2 separate regions of the Mus musculus genome follow, and region 2 is linked to region 1. Evidence: chromatin contacts called from public Micro-C data. All regions are on one chromosome and are shown on one strand. The core of a region is the stretch at or near the end of the contact, and the rest is flanking DNA. Distances in the headings are between cores, read along the strand shown.

What was found. A called contact is a pair of places that touch in the nucleus more often than the background predicts.
Region 2: a contact with region 1 is called in a Micro-C map of brown adipocytes, with 2.4 times the contacts expected there. The contact joins the promoter of Yap1 here to the enhancer-like site in region 1. A contact is called at or near these places in 1 of 39 promoter capture datasets (hippocampal neurons), 12 of 484 Hi-C or Micro-C datasets (the 3T3-L1 cell line, the C2C12 cell line, the HL-1 cell line and 8 more), 4 of 115 datasets of contacts at active chromatin or transcription factors (craniofacial prominence and embryonic stem cells) and 3 of 9 other capture datasets (adipose tissue, liver and pancreatic islet).

What each region holds. Positions count from the first base shown.
Region 1 is chr9:7,941,385-7,945,763 of GRCm38.p6, reverse strand. All of the region lies in intron 6 of Yap1 (yes-associated protein 1), which reads left to right. Among named protein-coding and RNA genes, the nearest start is that of Yap1, 61 kb to the left of the region's middle. Within about 2 kb of position 1,568, at least 27 of the 459 cell types and tissues checked have an H3K27ac peak or open chromatin away from gene starts, as enhancers often do. A contact at or near this core is called in adipose tissue, brown adipocytes and uterus, where this site is marked.
Region 2 is chr9:8,002,762-8,006,619 of GRCm38.p6, reverse strand. Yap1 (yes-associated protein 1) reads left to right here and starts at 2,024. Exons shown (of 9, transcript NM_001171147.1): 1 at 2,024-2,505. The coding sequence starts at 2,230.

The sequences.
Region 1 (4,379 bases), core at 319-2,818:
GAAACAGCCCAATTTAATATGTTTATTTTAGAAATAATGAAGAACTTTATGACTTAAAGGTGAGTTGCGAAATGAGACAAATACGACCCTGGTCTGTCTTGGTTTAGTTTTTGAATCAGGGTTGACCTTGAACTTGGATCACCACCATACCTGGCTAAGACCTTGAACAATTGCAGCTTATAAATTGTTGGTTTAGCCGGGCAGTGGTGGCCCATGCCTTTAATCCCAGCACTTGGGAGGCAAAGACAGGCAGATTTCTGAGTTCAAGGACAACCAGGGCTACACAGAGAAACCCTGTCTGAAAAAAACCAAAAAACTACCAACAACAGAATTGTGGTCCAGACAGCTATCACCAAGACAGACTGTTTATACGAATATGTATTTGGGGAGTTAATTTTTCATTTCCTACGTTTAAGTTTTCCCTTCACAAAGGTGACCCTCCTTAAACAGATGATTGTCAACTTGCCCGTGCCTGTATCCTAAAGCACATGTTTTTCACATAGCTCAGGACTGCTGAAGTCGACTGACTTGGCTGCACCCACCGTTGGCTACCCTTAGCATTTGCATATGCAGCAAATAGGATTCAGTAAAGTTAAACCTGTTTGTTGCTGGCTTCAAGAAATTGTCAAAAGCTAGAGTAGTGATCAGTTGTTGAGTGTTTTCCACATAAATGATGGGGGAGTGGATTTTTGCATAAATAATGCAGTTTCCCTGGCTGGCTGGCTGGCTGGCTGGCTGGCTGGCTGGCTTTCTTCCTTTCTTCCTTCCTTCCTTCCTTCCTTCCTTCCTTCCTTCCTTCCTTTCTTTCTTTCTTTCTTTCTTTCTTTCTTTCTTTCTTTCTTTCTTTTTTTTGTCATATTTTGTTTTTTGTGGTCCAGCCTGGCCTTGCACTAGAAGTAGTCCTTTTTCCTCTACCCCCCACTAATAATTACAGTCACACACCTGGCTTCCTGCCTACTCACCTCTTTCTTAGTCATGTCTTGGGCATTCGTTGAGAACAGCTTCTCTTCCTATATAAATCAACCTGCATGCATGTGAGCACCATTGTGCACACTCACGTGCACCCTGAACCCTGTGTCAGATGTCACTTGGAGCCAAGGTTGCTACAGGGTTTCCTGTTTCTTAGTCTGTGTGCATGTTTTTTCAGCAAACAACACTATGCTACGGCATGTGACAGTTACACTTAATGAACAGAAAGCATTCTACATGTTGTCAGAGCCTTTGAGAAGGCTTTGGGCAGTTCTCAATACATGAGTGGAAGAGTGGGGGTGCACCCTACTCCATCAGTCAGCTACTGAAGGAGGGTGAGCATGAAATTAGAGCTGACTTTTCAAAAGATCACCTGTAAGCTGTCCTATCATAACGATTGTTGCTTGGGCTGTAGCTTCATTGGTTCAGCGTTTGCCTCTCTCCAGTTTGGTCCTCAGCACAGAAATCCATCCATGGTCCTTTAACTGGGTCAGTGTGGGTAGCTGCTACAACTTAAGCCTGGGACATAATTGGATGGTCTACAGGAGTGATATCACCCGAAGCATTAGATGTTGCAAGTTGCTCTGTCTCCAAGGAACGTGGAATTATTTCATCTTGAACACAGTGCCTAAAATTAGACTACTGAGCTAAAAATACAAGCTTGTTAAACTTCTCTTTTCCCAAAGGTAGTTGGAAAAGTTTGAAAGTCTTTCAAAAATGGGGAAGTAAGCAAGTCAGAAGAAATTTGGCCAGAGTCAGGTCAGGCTTCTGCCCTGTGTCAGAGGTCAAATAGTTCTTCTACTAGAGTATTTGACTTTTTCTAAATCAAGTAAGTATTTTTAGCGCATTTTCTTCTGTAATAATTCAAACATGCAGTAGCTTTTCCCAGTGAGCCTGTGAATCTCAGCTAATCTGGGACATGTTTAGAGCCCTGCCCTGTGAGTAAAGTCAGTGGTCCCAGCCTGATGGCGAGGGAGCTTTCCATGGTGGCTGATACGGAAGATGGCGCTGCCTGCTTTCCAGGATGAAGTTGAGTTTCCTGCCCCTGACTTCAGTGTCATTTTTTACAGTGCATGGCTGGCAAGTGTGAAGTACTAGATTTGATCCTTAATACAGCCTGGAAAGAAGGGAAAGCCATTGATCTGTGGCTCCGTATTAAATATGATGTCATCTTTTAAAAATGAAAGATAAACACTGTGGCAACAGTCAGAAATTGAAGAGGACAGAGATTAGACTAGTTCTAGGGTTTGTATCTGACTGTTAAAACAAGGCTGTTAGAGCCTGGGCTTTAGGGCTTGAAATCCTTCTGCTTCAACCTTCCGGGTGCTAGAATTACAGGTGTGCATCGTCATGGCACCTGGCTTAGGTCTACATAGGGGTGTGTGATTGTATACACTAAATAAAAGGGTAAGTACCATGTGTGTTTGTTCATATAAAATTTGATTTAACTAAATTGTGTTAAGAGAATGGCGGGGGGGGGGGGTATGGGGGACTTTTGAGATAGCATTGGAAATGTAAATGAAGAAAATACCTAAATAAAATACAATAAAAAAATTAAAAAAAAAGAATGGCAGGAAGCCCAGAACCTTCTTTTCTGAGGACAGGAGAGAAGGCAGCAGCAGAAGAAACCAAGGCTGGTTCTATAGCTAGAACAATAACAGACGTGTGTGTGCGATCACCTGCCAGGTGATGCTGGAACATGCCTTTAATACCAGTACTCAAGAGGCAGAGGTAGGTGAGTTTTGGGCTAGCCTGGTCTACAGAGAGTTCCAGGGCAGCCGGGGTTGGGGTGGGCAAGGGCTGACAAACAGAAGAAGGCGTGGACCTGCCTGAGTCAAAGCAAGGAATGAACAAGAAGCAGATGTCTCAATGTGAATTCTCAAAACTATTTAAGGTGCCGCTCAGTCAGTTCTGTTTTCCAGGTTTCAGATTTCAGCCAGTTTACCTTGCCTTGAGTATAATGCCTATCATCTGTGTGCGCGCAGGACGGATGTCTTATGATCTTTCTTGCAAATCATTGCCAGCCCTGTCGCCCAGAGTACTGTCTCTTGCTCTTATTGATCCCATCAAGGTCGGGGTAGCTGGATTTTGATCATGGCTCAGGGACCCTTCTGGTGGCTCCTTGGGTGACTAGGAATGAACAGCTGCCTTCATATCTCTAAGTTGCCTTTCTTGGTGACTCTAGACCGCTGGATCTGCGGCATCTGCCTGTGGGAGAAACTGAATTGTTAAATGAGTCCGGAAGTGGGGGCTCAGCAGTTAGGAGCACTGGTTGCAATTAGAACCTGGATTTCCCAGCATCCATATATATATATATATATATATATATATATATATATATATATATGTATATATATATATATATATATGTATATATATATATATGTATATATATATGTATATATATATATATATATATATGTATATATATACATATATATATATATGTATGGTAGAGCATAGCTGTCTATAACTTTAGTTCTAGAGGGTCCTACACCCTTAAACATACAAGCAAAACACCAGTGTGCATGAGATAAAAAGAAATTAAAAAGGTAGACCAGTAAAAGCAGAAGAGCATCAGAATTCAGAGCAGCAAAAACACAGATACTTTGAGACAATTTCTCTGGAACTCATTCTTGTAGACCAGGCTGACCTGCCTCAGCCGGCCTGCCTCTGCTTCTGCCTCTGCTGAGTGCTGAATTAAAAGTACAAGTGCTCACTACAACCTACAGAGGGCTGCTACTAGTTTTAACCCATTCAGTAACCTTGGAAAAGTACAATCTTCAAAAGAGCCAAGATAAAATATTGTTAAAATATGAAGATTCAGCACACTACAGTTATTTCTATTAACTGTTTGTCAGCTATGGACCATGCTGCTGTTGACTGAACAGAATTCAAAACAAGGCAGGCAAAAAATATGCGTCTTTGATAAGATGCATTCTGAGGTGCTGGGATATGGATATTGGCAGTACTTGCTTGCCTAGCACGTCACAGAACCCTGGCTCAGTGTTGCTACTGTTTTGGGTTTTGTTAATTTTTTATTTAAACAATTTTTTATTAGATATTTTCTTCATTTACAATTCAAATGCTATCCCGAAAGTCCCTTATATCCTCTCCCTGCCCTGCTCCCCAACCCACTCATTCCCACTTTTTCTGGCCCTGGCATTCCCCTGTATTGGGGCATATAATTCGCAAGACCAAGGGACTCTCCTCCTAATGATGGCCGATTAGGCCATCTTCTGCTACATATGCAGCTAGAGACACAGCCCTGGGGGTACTGGCTAGTTCATATCGTTTTTCCTCCTATAGGGTTACAGACCCTTCAGCTTCTTGGGTACTTTCCCTAGCTCCTCCATTGGGGGCCCTGTGTTCCATCTGTCTCTTCACCCTGTCCTTACAGGGCATAGGTT
Region 2 (3,858 bases), core at 775-3,274, 60 kb before region 1:
TAATTACAAAATGAAAGAGCAGGAAGTAGCTTGCTCACTATCACACAGCTCCTGTGTGGGTAACTGGGACCTGAACTCTAAACTCCAGAGCCCACAAGAGTGTGGTCTTGTGGCACTTGGTGTGAACCAATCCTGGAATCAGTCTTAGGGAGACATTTACCCTTCTTCCTCTCTAGGACAGGAAACTGAGGCTCCTAAATAGTTGATTCAAATCTTACCTGTCTGAAGCTAGCTCACCCTACTCTACCACACAAAGCGATAGACTGCTGCTCAGAATTCTTCCGGGCGTGTCTTAACTAGAGGAAGAGATTATCTTTTTGCTCAAGGGTCCTTTCTTTGCTTAATCCTATTTATACCCGTTTCACTCACACTGCAGACAAAATCATTAGAACAAGAAACCAGATTTCTGGAGAAGAAATTTGTGTGTTTAAAGTCAGTGTTGCACAACTCTGGGAATACACTCAAAAAGCACCAAACTGCTTAAGTGGAAGACTATATAGTTATGTCAGTTATACCTCATTAAAACCAGTTCTTGTTTTGTAGCTCATGACTTCAACAAGGGGCTGAGGAGAGGGCCGGTCACTAAAAGTACTGGTTCCTAAGAAGGCTCAGGTTCGAATCCCTGTACCCACGTGGCTGTTCACAACCAGTTGTACTCCAATTCCATGGAATCTAATACCATCTTTTGGACCTCTGTGGAACCAAGGCAAAGACATAAACTCAGGCAAAACACCCAATACAAAATAATTAACTTAAAAAACACGAACAGATTTTTATCATTTTTGGAGTGATTCCAGATAGGCTCCTGATAGATAAAAGACTGACACACAGAGAATCAGGGGCTAAGGTAATCTCCATTGAGGTTCATTTCTTAGTCTACCCTGCATTGTTTACCCTTGTACTAAACACAAGAGGAAAACCCACAATGCTCCATGAGGTTAAACAGTGACTTATGTTTTGAGTTGAAGTTCCCAAAGAAATGTCAAGTTTTGGTGTTAAAAAATTGACTTTTCACTTAAAAAAAAAAAAAGTTTGCTGAGCAAGGTGCCCCACATTTGTTATTTGAGCCCTTTATAGGCTGAGGTAGGGGGAGCAGAAATTTTAAGCTAGCCTCAGTTATGTAGTGAATTGGAGGAAAGCCTTAGCTACATAGGAACCTGACTCAAAACAGCAAAATAGGGTAGTCAACATGAGATGGATGGTTCAGGGTACCTGAGCTCGATTTCTGGGACCCACAACCAAGAAGAAAACAGATCCCACAAATGGTCCTCTGACCTTCACCTGTGCTCACTTGTACATAATTAGAAACACAAAAAGGAAGAAAAAGGAAGGAGAGGGAGAAAGGGGGAGCGGAAGGAAGGAAGAAAGAAAAGAAAAAAAAGAAAAAAGAAAAGAAAAAGGACGAACCTATGAACCTACAAAAACCGGGCTAGCAGAGGCCCTGGCTTGGAATCCTAGCTGTCTGTGGAAGCTGTGGCACAAAGAGTTGGAGGATATCCTTGACTACAGAGTAAAGCCTGTTTAAAACAAAATTTAAAAAGTAATACTGTTTCCTTTTGTAAGGTACTCCCAGTGCAACTCCTGGTTTCCAAGCTTCACTTTGAAATCATTTGCACCCGCCCTCAAGTGTTTTGTTGTTTCTTCTTCAAACTTGGTGGTAAATGGAATCAATGTTAAAACGCGGACCGGATTAACCTTAGTGCGGGTGAACAGTGTGGCCTTTGCATCCACCCTACCAAGCCGGTTGTCCCGATTCCTCGCGGCCTTGGCGTTGCGCGCGGGTCCGGCAGGATCTGCGCCCGCAGCCGAGCGGCTCGGGGCCGGCCGGTGGGTGCGCACGCAGCGCGGTCGCCCCCGGGTCACGTGCGGCCGGGAGTCTGCAGGAATGTAGCGACGCGCAGGGAAAGTTTCCCCGGGGGCCGCGGGCCGCGGATTCGGTGCGGGCGGGCGCGCAGAGGAAGGAAGAGCGTCGAGGAGGCGGAGCCCGCGAGGCGCGCGGGCGGGCGCTCCTCGCAACTTTTTAGTTTGGGCGTCTGGAGCCAAAGTTTCTGTCTCAGTTGGGACGCCGCCGCGGCCGGGGGCAAAGAAAGGGAGGAAGGAAGGAGCTCGCGGAGGGGAGGGGAGGAGAGGGGAGGCGGCCTCGGGCAAGGAGTGCAGGGCGATGCGGGCGCGCGTCGCAGCCCCCCGAACCTGAGCGCAGTGCCCCGAGCGTCGAACGAGGCCGCAGCCATGGAGCCCGCGCAACAGCCGCCGCCCCAGCCGGCCCCGCAAGGCCCCGCGCCGCCGTCCGTGTCTCCGGCCGGGACCCCCGCGGCCCCGCCCGCACCCCCGGCCGGCCACCAGGTCGTGCACGTCCGCGGGGACTCGGAGACCGACTTGGAGGCGCTCTTCAATGCCGTCATGAACCCCAAGACGGCCAACGTGCCTCAGACCGTGCCCATGCGGCTTCGCAAGCTGCCCGACTCCTTCTTCAAGCCGCCTGAGCCCAAGTCCCACTCGCGACAGGTAAGGGTATCCCGGGGGCGCGGGGCCGCGTGGGGGTGCGGTGCTGGGGGTTGTTTTCGCGGAGTTGGCCGCAGGGGGGGTGCACAATGCGCGCGCCTCCGCTCCGCACCTTCGCTCTGACGAGGGGGAGGGGAGGAGGGGGAGGGGGCCGGCGTCTTGTGCGGGACCCCAGCCGGGGGTACCCGATCTCCCCTTCCCGCGCCACTGCAGTCTCCGGTGGAGCTGTGTTAACTGCCCTCTTGTTTTCGCGTGCCGGTGAGGGGTGGGGGTTGAACTGGTCCATTGAGTTTCTGGTTCCTTCTCCCGGTCCCCTCCCCCTCCCTCTCCCGAAAGCTTTTCTGTTCTCGCGGCCCAGGCGCTCTCCGGATGCAGGGTTCGGGCTCCCCAGCCCGAGCGAAGCTCCCTCGACCCCCCACTCGCCTCCGCCGTGCCCTGGAACTCGCGCGGGCGGGATCCTTTCACACTCGGTGGGCTCACGTGTCCTTTTCCTAAATCGTAACCTATTATTTACTGTTCGGCCCGAAAGCTTTTAAATGAGCCACGTCTGTGTGTTGCGCAGGAGCTCGGCTGCGCTCACGGTGCAGAGGTTTCTGCGCCGGCCTTTGATAGCGCGTTGCAGGTTGACTCATAGGCCGAGTTCTGCCCGGCTCAACTGTGATTAAAGGTAATGTTTGGGAAGCAATGACTAATTCCAAGCTCGCCATTGCTCTTTAACTGACTGCGGATGTGAACATGGCTGCTTATCCGTATCCACGACGCCTGGTTATTTTCCCAACTGGATCCAGCACAGAAGTGAAACCGTTTCAAAGTATTAACATTCCGATAGGTCCTGGTAGATTTCTTTAGTGTCGCTCCCCCCGCTTTTAATTACTTAATTTTTAAAGAACTTGCTTTAGGCTAAAGCAGCACAGGAACTTTGCCCAAAACTTAATTGGTTTTCCAAACACTGCCATGTCGTTAGCCCACTCGGGCTGTAACTTGAGTGGAAAGAAGAGTTGCCGCCCCCACTCCAGCCCCCCCTCCTAGGCAGGCTTGTTGTAGAACGGGGTTTTTGAAGCTTCGAAAATCTCGATTAACCTCCCTACAAAAAGCCTCTTAAGAAGGAAGGAAAAGTTATCTAGCTGCTCGGCTAAATAAACTCTTAATTTGTAACAACAGTAGACCTAGATACTATTTGCTCCCTCCCCCACAAGTGAGTTTCTGTACTCGCTGAACTAAACGTATGTGACATGCAATCGAGAAACCGCTGGGGCAACTTTGAAGGAATACACAGATTGAACGCTCCATTTTGTAGCACTTAGAAGTCAGAAGGAATGAACCCGGGAAAGTGTACTTGTAATACTGGCTTCCACT